Linked DNA regions of Mus musculus: regions 1, 2, 3, 4 and 6 are each linked to region 5. The links are chromatin contacts, called in public Hi-C, HiChIP or PLAC-seq and promoter capture Hi-C maps. All regions are on one chromosome and are shown on one strand. Each heading gives the region's core, a stretch centred on a gene start, on an enhancer-like site or on the middle of the called end of the contact. The rest is flanking DNA. Distances are from core to core; before and after follow the strand shown. Region 1 holds the start of Fubp1 (far upstream element (FUSE) binding protein 1). Region 2 has its middle 13 kb from the start of Asb17. Region 3 overlaps St6galnac3 (ST6 (alpha-N-acetyl-neuraminyl-2,3-beta-galactosyl-1,3)-N-acetylgalactosaminide alpha-2,6-sialyltransferase 3). Region 4 overlaps St6galnac3 (ST6 (alpha-N-acetyl-neuraminyl-2,3-beta-galactosyl-1,3)-N-acetylgalactosaminide alpha-2,6-sialyltransferase 3). Region 5 holds the start of St6galnac5 (ST6 (alpha-N-acetyl-neuraminyl-2,3-beta-galactosyl-1,3)-N-acetylgalactosaminide alpha-2,6-sialyltransferase 5). Region 6 holds the start of St6galnac3 (ST6 (alpha-N-acetyl-neuraminyl-2,3-beta-galactosyl-1,3)-N-acetylgalactosaminide alpha-2,6-sialyltransferase 3).

Region 1 (2,700 bases), core at 168-2,667, 770 kb after region 5:
AAGTTGTCCTCTGACTTCTATGTACACCAACCACATTGCTCATGGAATCCCTCTGTATGAATAAATATATTTTTTCAGTATCTATGCACTAGATAAGTGTGCTTGCTGTATTATGGTAGACTTGATAAACCTTGATTGAGTCGGTAATCTTTCGGTCCTGAAGGAAGTTTCCAGTATAGTCAAAGCTGGCTTTAAAAACCTGCTCATGTCTAGCAACTACAACAGAGCCATAAGGGTTTATTTTACCTTACAGGCAAATTCCATAACATACTTTTTTTTTTGAGACAGGTCCCTCTTGGCCGTTTTGACTGGCCTCAAACTCAAGAGACCTGCCAGGCTCTGTCTCTCGAGTGCTGGGACTAAAGTCGAGCACCACCCCACCCGGCAAGGCAACATTATACATTTTTAAGCTACAAAGAAGTCGGGGGCGGGGGCTACTTGAAGACATTGACGTTCAGGTTATTGGGGGGGGGGTGTCAAATGCAAGGACTCTTATCTATCCAACCCTTTTCATCTGGGAAAATGGTTGCCATTCGAGGCAACAGTACGTCCCTACGTAGCACAAAGAGGTTGGAGGCTTCGACTTGGGAAGAGAGAGGCAGATTCAAACTCAAGGCTGGGGAAGAAAGGGCCCGGGGCCATTTGGAGCTGGGGAAAGGATTGGTGGATCGCACGCAGATCCCGCCCCGGGGAGAGCCTCGCTGGTGAACGCCGCGGGGAACGTTAGGCTAATTACGGCGAGGGTGGAGAGCTCGGCGGCGCGGGAAGCGGCGGGGACCGCTAGCCAGGCAGCCGGCCCTCCCTGGCTTGCCCTCGCCGTGACCTGAGCGCCCAGAACCTTCCACGCGCCTGGGTCGGGCGGAACCGGAGCCGAGGGAGCCGGGGCAGGCAGGGCGCACGGGGCGGCGAGGCCGCGCGCGCGGGGCGGAAGTGGAGGCCACGCTCGGGGAGAGCGCGTGGGAGGGGGGGGCGCTTCAGACCACGACAACGGGCTCGGCCTCGAGCCGCTGGGACCCCTCGTGAGAAGACGCCATCTCCTCGGGCGGCAGCCGCGAGTGCGAGCAGGGCCGGACCTGCCCCGCCGGCGGCTCTCGGGGGTCGGGGAGGGGAAGCCGCCGCGCGGTCGGTCCACGCTTACCTGCCGCGCTCTCTGCAGGGCATCTTTGAAAGCGTCGTTAACGACTCCGCCGCCGCCGCCGCCAGCCGAGCCAGACGACGGCGGAGGCACTGTGGAGTAGTCGGCCATACCCACGCTACAGCACACGCTGCCGTTTCCTCGCGGAGGGAGGCGCCGCTCTCGGTTAACTGCTAAGAAAGGAAGAAGATGGCGGCCGTCGAGGCTCTATCACATTCTTGCACGACCATCGTGCCGTAAAGGGGCGGAGACTGGCAGACGGAAATCCCGCGATGTTTCAGCGCTGACGCGCGATTGGCGGGGGGTGAAGAGGGGGTGGAGGGTACAGAGAAGGGACGCCGGGCGAAGAATATCGCGAGACTTGACCGGGCTCCCACGAGAGTAGGGTCTCTCTGGGCGCCTCCTCGCAGCGCGAGTGCGGGCCATTGTTCCCTCGCCTCGGCGGCTGAGGCAGTGGCGCCCGGGAAGTGTGCCGCCCGCGCTTGTAGGGGACTTGGAAAGGCCGTCGCGGATCAGGGAGCTAGCTAGTGTCCTTCCGTGTTTCCGTAGTAAGGGGCCTGACGTCGTCGGGCGGGGACGTCACGCAACAGTGTCGCGCGGCCGCACAGCCCGAGGGCCGCGCGCACGGGGCGTGCGGGGCGTCCGCGGCGACGCTGCGGAACCGTCTGCGGCCCGGCGGCGGGAGCCCACCATGCTCCGGGGCGCCGAGCTGCCTCTGCCCATGTCTCCACCCGGGCCGGTCACAAGCGGGGAGGAACTCAGACCACCGGGCCCTTAGTTCTCGAGCCGATTGCCTACTGAGTCTCTTATGTAAAATAGTGTGGGCGAGCGGATGGTGAAAGTATGACCGCCCTTTGTCCTTTAAAAACGTGAGTGTTGCACATCCAGTATGTAGACACCTAGCGTTGCGTGTCTTTGGCCAGTCTTACCATGTGCCCCTTATGTCACGAACGTGTCATGCTCCTGACACAAACCGGCTTTACTGCGTTTTCCCCACCCCCCCCCCCGCGCCCCTGCGGGTAGTCAGATCAATGTCATGGTCTGAATTTTCATTTCTGGACTAGTTGGCTTTGCAGGCAGTTTCTAATATTTGTCATATATGCCAATAACCACGTTTCTCCAGACCATTCCTGAGCGTGTCTTAGCCATGCTAGCCTAATGCTGGCAATTACTACGGTGAATGAGGGTTCTTGGGCCTTTATTCTGTTTATACTTAGTATGCCACAATGATCCCTGCTCTCAGTTTAGCTAAGAAAAAGGCAAAATGGACTGTCTAATGTATGACGTTTCCCCCCTCTCAGTCTAAGAAGCATTTTTCTTAACACCAATCTTAGAATGAGAGAAATATGTTCCCTTGGCTTTCCGATAGCCGGAAACTATGTGTCCAGTACCCACTATCAGTTACTAAGTCAGGTGCTGGCAGATACAAACAGCATGATTTTCTTAAAACCAGCTCTGTCTTAGCCATTTGATAGCTCAGTTTGACCTGTTTAACCTGTTCATGGATGTCTAGGAATGTCCGTGGATTTAGAAAAACAGTAAAGGTATTGGGCTACAGATTTAAT
Region 2 (2,700 bases), core at 185-2,684, 850 kb before region 5:
AATAAAATCTTGTGGAAGCTGCGGTGTGCACTCTGTGTCCCACAGTGTTTGCTTGCAAACGCTCACTGCAGTGAGTCACTGGTCTGGATGGAGGCCTCTGGCTTCTGCTACACCATCAGTACTGGATCCTCACTGGGGCTCCTCTCAGACATCCCGCTGTTGCCCTTTGTCATGAAGATCCTGTAGTTTTGGATCTGTAGGACTCCAGCAATGGGGTAGATGTCGGGGTGGGCCAATTCAAAGGCCTGAATCCAGGCCTGAAAGTGTCAGAGATGGTCAGCCCACTGGCTCTCCCGCCCTCGTGCATGCCCTGGGGCCAGCTCACCTGCCTGCCCCAAAGGTGAGTGAGGGGAGGAGGGTGTCTCTCACTGTCTGTGTCACCACTGCCCAGCAGACCACAGGCAGAACCAACTCTCTTGTGCTCACATCCTTGGGGCCTGCTCATCTGCAAGCCCCGTATCAGGCTCAGCTCCACTACTGCCTCCTAGGTGAGATGCAGGGCCTGCTTTCCACATTGCTGCAGCAGTTGGGGGGGGGGGGGCAGGACTGTCCCTGCTACTCTCATGACCCCAGTACCAAGTCTCCCTCCTGCCATTCTAAGTGGCAGGGTTGAGGGTGAGGGACACTTCAGCATATCAGACAAGAGGCAGGTCAGCTCTCCCACGCTCACACCCTCCTGGTTGGCTCACCCATAACCCTCATATCTATGACCAGCTCCATTGTGCTGCCCAGATAAGGTGCAGGGCCTGCTCTTCCAAGTACTGCAGCAGGTAAAGGGAAAGGCCCTTCTCCTGCTCTCATGATTCTGTCAAGGTCAGCTTTCCTGCCTGCCGCAGAAGGGGGTGACCCCCCCCCTCCCCTGCCCCCTCTCTCATCCAAGCCACAGGGAGACTAGTGGTAGGGCCATTTCTCCCAAGCTTGCATCCTCAGGACCAGCTAACCTGCAACTCCCACAATGTGCAGGGCCGACTCTCCAGAGTGCTGTGGCTGGCTATGGGCAGAATCAGCTTTCCCACTCTTGTGCCTCTAAGACCAGCTCCTCTCAATGCCCAGGTGAAGGGTAGGACCAGTTCTGTACAGCCCTTTGGCAGTAACAGACCCCTGCTGCTGAAGGGCCACAGACCCAGATGTGACCACCTGGTGGCAGCACAGGCCACCATGGTCCAAGGTAGCAGCACTGGGTACTCACAGCAGGCTGTTCCTCACTACCTCTCTCTCCACTGTGCCCACTTCCTTCTGCTTCTCCTTCTCTTTCATTTCTCCACGACTCGCTTGCTCCTCTTAGTGGTGCCCGGGTGGCTCAGGGTCTGAGGTCGTCTCAGGAGAGGTCTCAGGAGTGCTATGCCCTGCTTGTGCAATATGGCACAGGGCAGGAGTCATCTTGGGCATGATCTGTCCCCACCCTCTAGGCCTGGAGGGCGACAGATTAGTGTTCATCTCAGGCCAGCTCCTCTACCGGCCCACCTGTGCGGCCATTTGTCTTGGGCTCACTCCTGCCTGGGGCCTGCTGTCCCAGGTTGGCTTCTTCCCGCCTTTGGCTTGCTTCCTGTCCTGGGAGCCTGTCCAGGCCTACCTGGCACTGTCTTGGTAGTCATCTCAACCTAGTTCCCTGTCCAGGCCCTGTGGTGACAGACTGGTGGTGGTCTCAGGCTCACTTTTTTTCAGGAAATGTTAGGCTACTAATCCTTCAGATGTCTGAAGGTCAGAACACTCAGCATAGACATAGCCTCTCTCCCCTCTGCCACCTACTGACATCCATGTGACACAGCAGCCACACCTGCAAGAGCAGGAACAGCTCGGCTTTTTAAGTTGCTCCATCCCAGGCATCTGTCACAGTAACTGTCTCACTTGTCTGATGGGTAGCTGACTGACATTTGTCGTCTCTCGTCCATCCTTCTCTAGGGCTCAAATCTTCTCTTCCCCTCAACTCTACACTGTGTATTCTTTTTTTTTTTTTTTTTTTTAAATTTTATTTATTTTATCATTATATGTAAGTACACTGTAGCTGTCTTCAGACACACCAGAAGAGGGAGTCAGATCTTGTTACGGATGGTTGTGAGCCACCATGTGGTTGCTGGGATTCGAACTCTGGACCTTCGGAAGAGCAGTCGGGTGCTCTTACCCACTGAGCCATCTCACCAGCCCTCTTTTTTTTTTTAAAGATTTATTTATTTATTATATGTAAGTACACTGTAGCTGTCTTCAGACACTCCAGAAGAGGGCGTCAGATCTTGTTACAGATGGTTGTGAGCTACCATGTGGTTGCTGGGATTTGAACTCCAGACCTTCGGAAGAGCAGTCGGGTGCTCTTACCCACTGAGCCATCTCACCAGCCCTACACTGTGTATTCTTAGCAAAGGTGCAATAAACAAGGCCCTTAAGATGTAGTGATGAGCCACAAGTCCCACCATGTGTTTTCTTTGATTGGTGGTTTAGTCCCAAGGAGCTCTGGGAGTACTGGTTAGTTCATATTGGTGTTCCTCCTATGGGGCTTCAAACCCCTTCACCTCCCTGGGTACTTTCTCTAGCTCTTTCATTGGAGACCCTGTGCTCAGTCCAATGGATGACTGTGAGCATCCACTTCTATATTCGCCAGGCACTGGCAGAGGACCTCAGGAGACAGCTCTATCACTCTCCTGTCAGCAGGCTCTTGTTGGCATCTGCCATAATGTCTGGGTTTGGTGGTTGTTTATGGGATGG
Region 3 (2,700 bases), core at 44-2,543, 620 kb before region 5:
GTAGTACTATGTCCAATTTTCTGAGGAACCACCAGACTGATTTCCAGAGTGGTTGTACCAGCTTGCTATCCCACCAACAATGGAGGAGTGTTCCTCTTTCTCCACATCCTCGCCAGCATCTGCTGTCCCCTAAGTTTTTTATCTTAACCATTCTGACTGGCACACATACAGAGTTAAGGTAAACATACAGAGCCAAAGTGCTAGAATCATCATGCTAGGACTTGGCGTGAGTATTTTCTGTAAGCTGGACATCTGGCTGCTTGTCCCCTAGTTGAAATATTTTGGTCTCTTACATTAAATAATGGCGCATCGATTCTCTCCTGAACACAAACAGATTATAACAAATACCTCTACATTTTATGAAACAAAAGATCTCTAGTGTCGGAGATTGATTTTGGTTGTTAAAAGCTTCTTAGTAAATCTCTAAAGGGACAAAGGACTTACACGGGCAGAAAGATTTTCCCCAAACCAGCCCTATAAAAAGTTCTTTGTGACAGGATAGCCCTTGCTGTGTGTTAAAATTAGATTTTTACACCCTCCATCTTTCTCTTAAAGAACAGTGGATTCTGTAGAGCAGAACGCTCTGGTCTGGTTGTGGTCCTCTGGAGATGTAGTTGGTAGTAACCTGGGCATCACATGATGGGAGCAGACTCAGATGGTAAACACAGTTTATTTCAGGCAGTGTGGATGCCAGCCTGGTATTGTGGAGCAGGGAGGTACCAGGACAGATGGCTGCTCCCTTGTTTGTGGATTGGGACACAAGCTGAGAAGCGTCCAACATAGTGATACTTGTGTTCCTCTGAGGACTTCTCTTTTAATTCTGTTTTTTTATGTTTTTTTTTTCTCCTGATGGATAGTATTCACCTGCTTATTCAAAGAAGCATCGTTTTTCAGACTACCTCAACATTTTCATGCTAGGAGACAAAAAAGGATGTCAGCTTTCTTGAAACCATACACTTGAATCTTACACCTTCTTCCCCGGGGGACATGCCTTCCATCATCCCTCGTCCTGTGCGTGGACAGTGCACATTTCCCAATCTAAACCCGGTGACTTTGGCCTTCAATTGGATCTCCTGTGAGGGGCCGAGAGGCTCAGCTGTGTCTTTTGAGTCTAGCATGAGTTCTTTTTTCTGAGATTAGCTATTGATAAGAAGCAAGAGAACAGCAGCAAACACAGAGCGGGGAAACAGACCCATCGGGGAACGGGAAGATTCGCCGCTCTCTACAGGGACAGTTAAGGCCACCAAAGGCAGCTCAGCCGGGTCATTATCCTGCCATTCCTGCTTCTTGGTCTAAGGAGGCTGGTTTATGTATGCTGGTTTAGCATGGGAACCGTATCACTTTGATAATAGCTCTCGGGAATGTGGGGCAATCGTCGGCTAATAAGCCACATGTGTCTCGGGAACAATGACAGAGTGATCTAAGAGGCTGTGTGAAAACACTGCATTTATGATCTGAAAGGGGCCTTCACTCCGAGCCCACTGTCTCCCGAACCCACTGAGAGCGCTTGTAGGTCCCAGTACCCCTTCCTTGACTCTCTTCACCCACCCGCACAGAGAGCGTTTCTCCAGTGTTATTGTGTAGTTAATGCTCATGACGGCTGATAAAGTCTCCTCTCTGCGTGGTATGGAGGCATAACTAATGACTTTATTGGTACACATTTATTATGGCCTCCCTGACATTTATGCTTTCAGCCCTGATAGATGAATGATCTCAGCGAAAGTAAATCAGCTGCGCCCAGCCTGCGGGGATAAAGCAGCCCAATTGGGGCTTTCCTTCTTGTCTCGCCGGTAGCAGACAGCGTGGAATATTGAAATTTGTCTTAATGTTGTGTGTTTCTTCTGAAAGAGAATTCGCTTTGTCTCTAGAGTACGTCTGACTTACATGTAGCCTGACATTTTGGGGAAACTCAGAGACAAGATGACTGTCCTGTGGGGTTCGTGTTCTTTCCCAGAGCCCTCCACCTCCCCTCCATGTCTCCTACTTGGGATGACTTGAGAAGCGCCCAGTTAAAAGTGAACACACACAAAAGTGAGCACACACAAAAATGAACACACACAAAACCAGTGGGAGTCCTCGAAGTGGAAAGTGGGCTTTTATAAGATTCCAGTCATTCAGAACGCCAGGGAAAAAGTCCAGTTCTGGAGCTGAACTTAACTGGTGTTTAAGATGAAAGAAAAATAGTTCTTGATCATGAAGAAAAAGTATTTGCTCTCAATATGGCTGTTTTGTTTCAAAGAAAAGAGACGTTCTGAGTTTATGGCCAAAGTCTCATGCAGTTGTAAACGTCAAGCCAGGGCTCATCTACAGGCGACTTTAGAACTCCGAATTGGGAACAAAACACCCATGGAAGGAGTTACAGAGACAAAGTTTGGAGCTGAGACGAAAGGATGGACCATGTAGAGACTGCCATATCCAGGGATCCACCCCATAATCAGCTTCCAAACGCTGACACCATTGCATACACTAGCAAGATTTTATCGAAAGGACCCAGATGTAGCTGTCTCTTGTGAGACTATGCCGGGGCCTAGCAAACACAGAAGTGGATGCTCACAGTCAGCTAATGGATGGATCACAGGGCTCCCAATGGAGGAACTAGAGAAAGTAGCCAAGGAGCTAAAGGGATCTGCAACCCTATAGGTGGAACAACATTATGAACTAACCAGTACCCCGGAGCTCTTGACTCTAGTTGCATATGTA
Region 4 (2,700 bases), core at 118-2,617, 520 kb before region 5:
CGGGTCTGTTGGTCTGCGCTTTTCCTAAGTGTCAGGCAGGAAGTGGACAGGGGTCAAGCCCAGTGACCACACAGCTGTCACTTTTATTCATGCTCTGTTCTGTGACCTTAACATGGAAAAAGCACCCTATGCCAAGGGGTCCAGAAAGGATGCATAATCCTATCATTTTCCAGAGATGGAAATTAAATTCACACTGGGTAACACTGGGCCAGTTTGGCTGGAGTCAGTTATAATCTGCATAGTTATGGAGATATAGACTCTAGCTATGCAGTTACACAGACTATGGAAGATGAAGATGGGAATTATGACCTAGGGTGTGAATGAGATCCTTGGAAAGGGAAAGGTCACATCTATACTAACAAGCAGTAGTACATATATACAGAGAATATGAATATGTGTGTGCGTGTGTGTATCCATACTCACTAACCGCATGCATATCTGCAATACATTCATGAACCTGCACTTACGGAGTGATTTCCACTTTCCTAAATAAAAACACGTGTTGTATGGGCTCATACACACTACTTGATGGTTAAATCATGTAAGTTAGCCTGTTGGGTATAGGTAGTGCCTCCTGTGCCTACCTACCTATTACTTCTCTGTTATGGTCAGCTCTTGCCTGCTGACCAGAGAGCTGACCATTAATTCAGATGACTGATTGGAAAATGAAGCCATTGGCCCAAGGCTCAAGAAGAACCATTCTGAGCCATTTACAGATTTTCATTGTATTTTTCTTTGTAACACTGTTGACCAGAGCTGTATTTTCTTGGGGTGGTAGAATATTTGGAATATGAGTCTCTGGAAATCTTATCATATCCCCAGAGAGAGTGAGACCGAAACTCTGAGAGCAGCAGAAATATGTGGTAGAAGAACCTTGAAGCCTGAGATGAAATTCTAGGTCCAGAGCACAGCCAAGCAGGAAGCCAGCCTCCCCAGTCCTGTGACTTATGTACAGAAACCAATAAACGTTGTTTTCTACTTTGGCTCTTTTTGTTGTTGGCAGGCAAGAGGTGTAGCAATCCCTTGTTGTTTTCTAACTACCCCAGAACCCTGTAGCTCATGTTTGAATAAGTTGCCCCCTGGAGGAGGACAGCAGCCATCTTTCAAAGTCTGAACTCTCAAACCTGTTGGGAGGCCGAGCATCAGAAGTCAGTCAGCTGGGTGGCCTCAGGATGTGCACTGCGGCCTCTGTGCCTAGGGGCATGTTGCTTCCTTGACACAATGATCCTGGAGGGAAGAGAATAAAGACTGCAGAGCCAGACAGCATCTGGACAAGCCTGACCACTTACTGCCTCTCTGGCCATACATACCCAGCTGATAAATCATGCAGTCATAATATAATTAGCAGGTAAAATGGTCTGTATTGCTGAGGCAACAGAAACCCCTAGAGATTGATGCTCACTTTACATATCGCATCTGTTATGGATGAAAGATCCATTAGTACCGTGGTTTTTAATATAGTAATTGTTTCTCTGGGAAGATAGAAGGGAATTTTATTCATTACTGATCTTTAGGTAGAGAAATGCTCATTTGCCAACTGTCATGTTACCATGCTTGAAAGGCACCTATTAGAAATTCAAATATCGTATTTCATATTTCTTCATTTGTGGCAAACAAAGGAAAACAAAACTGTTCACCCATCACGGATACCTTGATTGGAGGATGGAAAATGTGACTGACCTGGGCTCCTGGTGGCATAAAACTTTTGTTTTCCTTGAGTTGATCGTCTGGCTAAGTAGCTTATACAGAAATCATGGATCAAATGGCATTTAAAGGACCACAGGTGCTAGCCAACCCACACGATTTGATGAGTGCTTCTTTTATTCTACCCAAATATGCCAAAGGTCTTAACGAAGTTTGGAAGGAGAAATTCACCAAGGAAGAAACTCACATTCTGGGACAACACCATCAAGAGGTTGGTGACATCCAGGCTGTAATTGGTAAAGGTTGGCTGAGTCTCTTGCCTTGCATAACATAATCATTCCATAGTTGTTAAGAATTGTGAACATTTACATAATTGCAATTGAACAATTGTGTAAGTGTCTGGAAGACAATTTGTCACTACGTAGATGACATTAAATTATGATTTCTCATTTTGCAGAATAATCTATGTGGAGGAAAACATCCAATTCTAAATATTTTGATGCAAAAGTAACCACGCAGTTCCCAAGCCAAGAGCTGTCTGACAAAGCTTGGGAAATGTCACATGGGTTCAAATGGGCTTCTTCACTAATAGACAGTTCCCCCCCTCCCACAGTGGCCATGATTTGAGTGGTGTCCTGAAGGCTTTCACCAGAGGGACTCACCACTGGGAGGCGCTGTGGAGCTTTGGGACATGGATCTCATGAAAGCCTTCAAGTTCTTGGGGTTCTGCTCTTGAAGGAGATTGCTAGCCCAGGTGTGCTCCTCCATTCCTACATCCTTGTGGCCATGCAGTGTGTAGTTTGCTCTGCTGAGGTGGACTGTTAGGGGCCTGAGGTATGGCAGTGCATCATGACAGAACCCGCATGTACCAGTCTTAGATGGGAAGCTCCAAAATAAATAATTGTTTTCTAAAAGTTAGCTACCTTAAGCATTGTATTATTGTAATATGAAGCTGGTGCACCAATTATTTAATACATATTGACCTCAAAGGAAAATGAAATTATGAATTGTGATCTGGTTATACATAGTTTAAGGTAATCTGACATCCTTCTGCTA
Region 5 (2,700 bases), core at 71-2,570:
GCCTGTCCAGACAACGGGCACTATTCATGCCCACAGCACACATTGAATAAATAGCTAACCGCACTGCTGGCAGTATCGGATAGTATTTCCAATTTTTGTGTTTTCCTCGAAAGGCTCCATGGTGTGTGCTTCTGTCTCCTGGATGCTCATTACTGAACCAATAATTTTAACTTTGTTAATAGAGTTTGGACATGGGCCTCATACGTTAAAAATAGTCCCCGTTGTGCCATCCATCCAGCGGTAGATTAGAGAAGATTAAAGGGGGAGTTGCAAGGGCTCTCACTGTGCCTGCCCATGGTTCAGGTGGCCTGCTGATCGTTCTTAATGTGATCTTCAACCTCACACGGCTACATGTACAGTGTTAAGAGAGACATTAAGACGACTATGTTCACTGAATAATGTCACGTGGCTGAAATACGTTTTCAGCTAAATTAGAGGTTTAACAAATGCTTGCTCTAATTAGATGTAGGGACAAGAGCATACTTAGAGCAGGCTACTGATCTGAACTCAGCACTGAACAATGATCCAGCTTTTAACTGGAATCCAGGTCCTGATTGTGAAAGTATACGCCACCAGTGCCCCAGACAGCAGGAGGGACGAATCACAGCCTTCAGGATCCTAGGATGCGAGATCACTTTTTATCTTCAACAGCTAATATTTCTTCACTGACATTAGGAAGACTCTACAGTTCACGGTTAATCACATGAATGGGATGCACCGAGTGTTTCCAAAACTTTAAAATCATTTAAATGAGCACCAGGGACTTCGCAGGTTGAGTAGAAATATAAATTGTGTTCTTGGGAGCAAATGATGAATGAAGCCATTTGCATGGAAGGGTACGGTCCAAGGGAAGCAGGAGACTAATGATTTGTCAAAGCAGAATTAGGGAGGGAAAGGACATTTGAAAACAACTAGAAATTATTACAGCGGCGTAATTTTTAAGGAAAACAATCCCATGATCACATTTGCCAGGCTGTAAACACAAATGCAAATTTAAAGAGATCGATTGACATTTGGGAGGCTAACTTGTTTCTTTATTAAAATCACAAACCTGAAAATTTAGTAAATTTTCAAATGGCTACCGTGTTCAGGATCAAACTGGATTCTGCGTCCTTTTAACTTGACAGCCCCATTCAAAGATAATAAATCTTCAAACTAAGGAATGGGTGCACCTTTATGGTAACAGTCTTGCCCCAGAAATTCCACTTCACTGAGAAGATGGTTTGGGGGTTGGGAGGGGGACTGCAGAGGACTCTAGGACCCAGCAGGCGGCGGCAGGCGGCAGTGTGTGGATCGCTAAGACTCGGAGGGTCCGGCTCAGTTTTAATTCTCCTCTAATCTCTGCAACAGCAGCGCTTCCCGGTCCCGCGGCTCCTGCTCCCGCTCAGCTGCCGTCACTGCCAGGTGAGCATCTGAGCAGCCTCCGCCCCATCACCCACCATGGACAACCTCCAAGAAAAAGTGGCTCCGGACGCGCTTGCCTGAGAATTCCGCACAAAAGAGGAGCCCAAAATGAAGACCCTGATGGTGAGTCTGTTGTTCCAACTCTGCCAAGCAGAGGCAAAGACCCCTGGGATTCTGGGTCTCCTAGACCGTTGGGGAAGCCTCTCCGGGTATCTATCTCTGTGCCAAGAGGTCACCTGTCATTGGTGACAACTTTCTACCTGGCTTGGAATCCGGGATGGGCGCTAGGGATGCCTGGGCTCCTGGATCTTTAGCGAGTGATCCAAGGGGCGACTGGAGAGCAGAGGAGCAGGCTGACCTCTCCAGGGATGGAGGGTGTCCCACTGTGACCGCTGGGCACAAACTCAGAGGGGCGGGGAGGAAGCACCATCTTTGACTTTCTTGGTTTTCTTGTCGGATTTCAAACTTAGCGGGGATCTCTGCAGGAAGCCTCAGGGGGGCGAGAAGAGAGGGTGTTTGGAGGGCTGGAATCCGAGCAGCTTAGGTGGAGTCTAGATCCTCCTTCCCAAAGTACCCTGGGCGGACGCGCTCACCCTTGCACTGGTCACCGCGCGCCACCTGCCCTCCACTGTGAGACGCGGGCTGTGAGCAGCGATGCAGGAGCATCCCTGACGGGTGCGCAAGACCGTGTCACCTCTGCTCTCTGGCTGCTGGGAAGGCTGGGGCGGATGCTCCGGACTTGTGCTTGGTGCCAATAAGGAGCCAAGCTTCCCTGGTGCACCCTGAGCCACTGTCTTCTGCTCTCTCTCCCCCGCCCGCCTGCAGCGCCATGGTCTGGCAGTGTGTTTAGTGCTCACTACCATGTGCACCAGCTTGTTGCTCGTGTACAGCAGCCTCGGCAGCCAGAAGGAGCGGCCCCCGCAGCAGCAGCAGCAGCAGCAGCAGCAGCAGCAGGCGGCAACCGCGACTGGCAGCACGCAGCTTGTGGAGAGCAGTCCCCAGCCACGTAGAACCGCCCCCGCAGGACCCCGGCAGCTCGAAGGATACCTCGGTGTAGCAGACCACAAGGTGACAGCTTGTGCGCCGTCCTTCCCACCCGCCGCTCAGCCTGGGCACTCTGTACCCCTGATCCTTCCTCCTTCCTGGGGTAGTGAGCCACCAGAGCAGCTGTTAGTTTGGGGGAGCAGGAAGGTGGTACACCAGTTAGGGCAGGAAGGGCTGCATGCTAGTTGTGACTTTCTATTCCAAGAAGGATGCAAAGTTTATCAGGGAATAGGAATGATGTGAGTGGATCCT
Region 6 (2,700 bases), core at 132-2,631, 740 kb before region 5:
ACCTGCTAAGACCATTTATTAAAGCTGCAGTTTGAAGTATGCGATCTTTACCAAACCATACTTATAAAATACATGTGCCTTGAAGGCAGAGGGAGGGGTGGGAGGAAGTGGCAACAGAGAAGAGTTTAGTCACCCTGGAGACAGACAGAGCTTGCCTGGGAACAGGCAGTTTGAATAGGACTCTAGTCTTTTCAGTATCTTCCCTGTGATTTCTCCTGTTGAATGTCCTGAGCAATTCCTGTCTGTTGGTGTGGGAGCCATCTCATGACCCTCGGTCACTCTCAGATCACATGCTTTCCCTGATGCTGTGCAGGCCAGCTAATCTGCGAGGGAGATGACTTTAAGGTAGATGTTTTGGGGAGTAATTTAAAGACTTGTGTGACTTCTAGACAGCAGGAATTTGTGTATCTACAGACCTTTCCTCTCTCTGGGCATAACCTCTTCTTGTAGAAATGATTGTTCTCTTAGCAGGTCTGGTTTGGGACACACAGAGTCCATTAAGGACCCAGAGAGGACCAGGTTCCAGTTTGCCCATGTCACCTCTTGGGTAAATCTGCACTGCTCTTTAACACAGGACAGTTCATGGTGGAGGTCAGGACCTTCCTAGATGTCCAGACTTAAGAGGAAAAGCTAATATGTAACTTGGTTGTTGAAATTTTAACTGAGTTCTCTAAATTCCAAGATAGTAGTAGTGAGTAGCAAAGTCCTGTGCATCATACTCTGTACATAGGTGTACACACATGAACATTATCTTTATACATTGTGTACATAAGCATTTTACGAACTTGCAACAGAATACAACAGTCACAGCTGCATATGTTTATGTGCCCATATGCTACACATGCTGTGCACAATGTCACATTGTGTGAAGATTGTGGCTTCTTTTTTGAAGACCAAGAGTGTTCAATCTTTCAGCATCTCTAGTTGTTTGTGTTTTCAGGTTGACAGACGATCAATCATAACAAGAGACGCACACCACAGAATTCTGCAGTGCCCAAGGGCTAGCCCTGGGCACTTCCAGCTGCTTTCGAAGAATCCTGTGATGGGCCCCATGCCTGCATCGGAATGGTGCCAAACAAAGCTAACTTTTTGGAAAGTGGCACATCTGTGGGTTCTCTGATGGGCGAGTGCAGCTGGAAGGGCCACCTTCTGTCCTCAGGTTAAGCAGATCTGGGTCTGCTGCAAGCCGGGCTTTACATACCTCCATCTGCAGAAGGGTTTGGAAAAAAAGGTGAAGTAGTAGCAGCGGTGGAGTAGCAAGCAGTTGCGGGCTGCACGGAGGGCACGTGACTAGGGGCGGGGCCTCGTGTGGCGCCAGCCAGTGGCGGGGCTCGGGGGTGGGGCCTGAGCGCGCAGCTCCCGCGGCCCGGCTCGCTCTGCGGGAATGTGGGCTGGAGTGGTCCAGCTGCGGGGCCGAGGTGCAGCGAGCCACAGGGTCGATCCATAGCGCCATGGCCTGCATCCTCAAGGTAACAGCTCGGCGGTGGGCCGCATGCGAGCTCCGCCTGCTGGGTGCGCCGAGGCGTGGAGCCCGCCGCGGTCCCGCCGCATCCTCAGCCCGCCCGTCTCTTCCTGGCGTCGGCTTCCTTTTTGTTCCTTTGGCCAAGGCATCTGGGTGGGAGACTATGTAATGTGCGTTGGGCACAGACTCCTTGCCTGCACTGCTGCCGGCTGGCTCCTGTCTGGAAGGAGCTGGGCAGGGAGCGCGCGGCGGCGTGCCGAATGATGGGTATAGCAGGCGGAGCAGAGGGTGCTCCGAGACTTGGGTCAGGGCAGCCCGCGGCCTGTGGGGGGCCATGGGCTGAAAAGGAGTGGCCCAGCATGGGTGAGGGGCACAGCGTTTGAGAGGAGGAGGAGAGGGTGCAGAGAGCCCGCAGCCTTTGCTCCCGGGAACACATAAACTTCTAGGTCTACAGGTAGCCCTGTAGGGATGAGTTTTCTGGGGAACTAGCTCCAGGTGCCGGGACTTAAGTTGGAAAAGTTCATTAGATGGACATAGGTAGAATGTTGGACTTCCTTAGGCTCACATGTGAACAGACAGTATCTACCCAGAGTCCAGCCCTATTTTGCTGAGTTCTTTCAAGCCTTGGTACATTCCATGTTCTTAGTGACTCCTTAGCCACAGGCTTGAAGGCTTTGCGTGGACCTACTTGGTGAGGACCTTTTCTGGGAAGACTTGTTTCCAACTCACCGAGAAAGTTCACTCCCTAGCCTGTTCTGGTTTTTCCTCGCTGTCCTTATTCAGTTGCCCAGTCTGACTCCGTGGATCCAAACTTGAGCAGCATGAAGGTTTCCCATCCCGGAGAGAAAACTAAGGTGTTCGGTTTCCAGCCCCGAGAAGGTGCTGTGTGACCAAGGGCCACACAGAACAGTCTTGTGTGTCGTAGCACTTAATATAGTCTTGGGCTGCTGTTGAAGTTGTACCAGTCATCCTTCCCTCTCATGAAGCGAGGCAGCAGACCCTTATTGTGACTTTCCTGAGCTTGCCGTTTGTTTTGGAACACTTTCCACGCCTTTTCTTTTCTTTTTTTTTCCCCAAGGGTGGCAAAGTTAGGAGGAAATAATCCATTGGTATCACAGAATGCAACTTGAACTCACAGGAACTGGAACTAGGTCACCACATCGTCTCTATTTATTTGTGTCATTTGCTAAAAGGAAATCAAGGCGCCTGCCATGTCCTGTTGTTGGTCATGTCTTCCT

Evidence for each region. Promoter capture Hi-C pulls out the DNA fragments that hold promoters and counts their contacts. A called contact is a pair of places that touch in the nucleus more often than the background predicts. HiChIP or PLAC-seq counts read pairs in DNA pulled down with a chosen protein or histone mark.
Region 1: a contact with region 5 is called in an H3K27ac HiChIP or PLAC-seq map of double positive thymocytes, with 4 times the contacts expected there. The contact joins the promoter of Fubp1 here to the promoter of St6galnac5 in region 5. A contact is called at or near these places in 2 of 115 datasets of contacts at active chromatin or transcription factors (double positive thymocytes and memory CD8 T cells).
Region 2: a contact with region 5 is called in a Hi-C map of the N1E-115 cell line, with 5 times the contacts expected there. The contact joins the enhancer-like site here to the promoter of St6galnac5 in region 5. A contact is called at or near these places in 8 of 39 promoter capture datasets (the C10 cell line, cranial neural crest, embryonic stem cells and 4 more), 3 of 484 Hi-C or Micro-C datasets (CD8 T cells, the N1E-115 cell line and cortical neurons), 7 of 115 datasets of contacts at active chromatin or transcription factors (embryonic forebrain, embryonic hindbrain, embryonic midbrain and 4 more) and 1 of 9 other capture datasets (liver).
Region 3: an H3K4me3 HiChIP or PLAC-seq map of embryonic forebrain shows a contact between it and region 5, with 6 times the contacts expected there. The contact joins the enhancer-like site here to the promoter of St6galnac5 in region 5. A contact is called at or near these places in 9 of 39 promoter capture datasets (cranial neural crest, embryonic stem cells, hippocampal neurons and 4 more), 7 of 115 datasets of contacts at active chromatin or transcription factors (SST interneurons, embryonic basal ganglia, embryonic forebrain and 4 more) and 2 of 9 other capture datasets (adipose tissue and embryonic stem cells).
Region 4: a contact with region 5 is called in a Hi-C map of the N1E-115 cell line, with 10 times the contacts expected there. The contact joins the enhancer-like site here to the promoter of St6galnac5 in region 5. A contact is called at or near these places in 14 of 39 promoter capture datasets (the C10 cell line, cranial neural crest, embryonic stem cells and 7 more), 18 of 484 Hi-C or Micro-C datasets (the N1E-115 cell line, Th17 cells, cerebellar granule neurons and 11 more), 16 of 115 datasets of contacts at active chromatin or transcription factors (SST interneurons, astrocytes, embryonic basal ganglia and 9 more) and 4 of 9 other capture datasets (adipose tissue, embryonic stem cells, liver and 1 more).
Region 6: a contact with region 5 is called in a promoter capture Hi-C map of embryonic stem cells, with 7 times the contacts expected there. The contact joins the promoter of St6galnac3 here to the promoter of St6galnac5 in region 5. A contact is called at or near these places in 9 of 39 promoter capture datasets (HPC-7-derived erythroid cells, cranial neural crest, embryonic stem cells and 3 more), 1 of 484 Hi-C or Micro-C datasets (cerebral cortex), 7 of 115 datasets of contacts at active chromatin or transcription factors (astrocytes, craniofacial prominence, embryonic forebrain and 2 more) and 2 of 9 other capture datasets (embryonic stem cells and liver).

Annotation. Positions count from the first base shown.
Region 1 is chr3:152,209,139-152,211,838 of GRCm38.p6, reverse strand. It overlaps Fubp1 (far upstream element (FUSE) binding protein 1), which reads right to left and starts at 1,417. Exons shown (of 20, transcript NM_057172.4): 1 at 1,139-1,417. The coding sequence starts at 1,246. It also overlaps a transcript of Dnajb4 not described here.
Region 2 is chr3:153,830,260-153,832,959 of GRCm38.p6, reverse strand. It overlaps the pseudogene Gm25757. Among named protein-coding and RNA genes, the nearest start is that of Asb17, 13 kb to the left of the region's middle. Within about 2 kb of position 1,434, at least 34 of the 459 cell types and tissues checked have an H3K27ac peak or open chromatin away from gene starts, as enhancers often do. A contact at or near this core is called in the N1E-115 cell line, where this site is marked.
Region 3 is chr3:153,604,529-153,607,228 of GRCm38.p6, reverse strand. All of the region lies in intron 1 of St6galnac3 (ST6 (alpha-N-acetyl-neuraminyl-2,3-beta-galactosyl-1,3)-N-acetylgalactosaminide alpha-2,6-sialyltransferase 3), which reads left to right. Among named protein-coding and RNA genes, the nearest start is that of Gm52633, 10 kb to the right of the region's middle. Within about 2 kb of position 1,293, at least 17 of the 459 cell types and tissues checked have an H3K27ac peak or open chromatin away from gene starts, as enhancers often do. A contact at or near this core is called in embryonic forebrain and neural tube, where this site is marked.
Region 4 is chr3:153,501,283-153,503,982 of GRCm38.p6, reverse strand. The region is part of intron 2 of St6galnac3 (ST6 (alpha-N-acetyl-neuraminyl-2,3-beta-galactosyl-1,3)-N-acetylgalactosaminide alpha-2,6-sialyltransferase 3); the gene reads left to right. Gm46831 (a long non-coding RNA gene) reads left to right here. Exons shown (of 2, transcript XR_001784043.2): 2 at 1-2,700. Among named protein-coding and RNA genes, the nearest start is that of Gm46831, 6.7 kb to the left of the region's middle. Within about 2 kb of position 1,367, at least 3 of the 459 cell types and tissues checked have an H3K27ac peak or open chromatin away from gene starts, as enhancers often do. A contact at or near this core is called in the N1E-115 cell line, where this site is marked.
Region 5 is chr3:152,980,830-152,983,529 of GRCm38.p6, reverse strand. It overlaps St6galnac5 (ST6 (alpha-N-acetyl-neuraminyl-2,3-beta-galactosyl-1,3)-N-acetylgalactosaminide alpha-2,6-sialyltransferase 5), which reads left to right and starts at 1,320. Exons shown (of 5, transcript NM_012028.5): 1 at 1,320-1,527; 2 at 2,230-2,472. The coding sequence starts at 1,513. The region is part of intron 3 of Gm46830 (a long non-coding RNA gene); the gene reads right to left.
Region 6 is chr3:153,723,814-153,726,513 of GRCm38.p6, reverse strand. It overlaps St6galnac3 (ST6 (alpha-N-acetyl-neuraminyl-2,3-beta-galactosyl-1,3)-N-acetylgalactosaminide alpha-2,6-sialyltransferase 3), which reads left to right and starts at 1,381. Exons shown (of 5, transcript NM_011372.2): 1 at 1,381-1,469. The coding sequence starts at 1,452.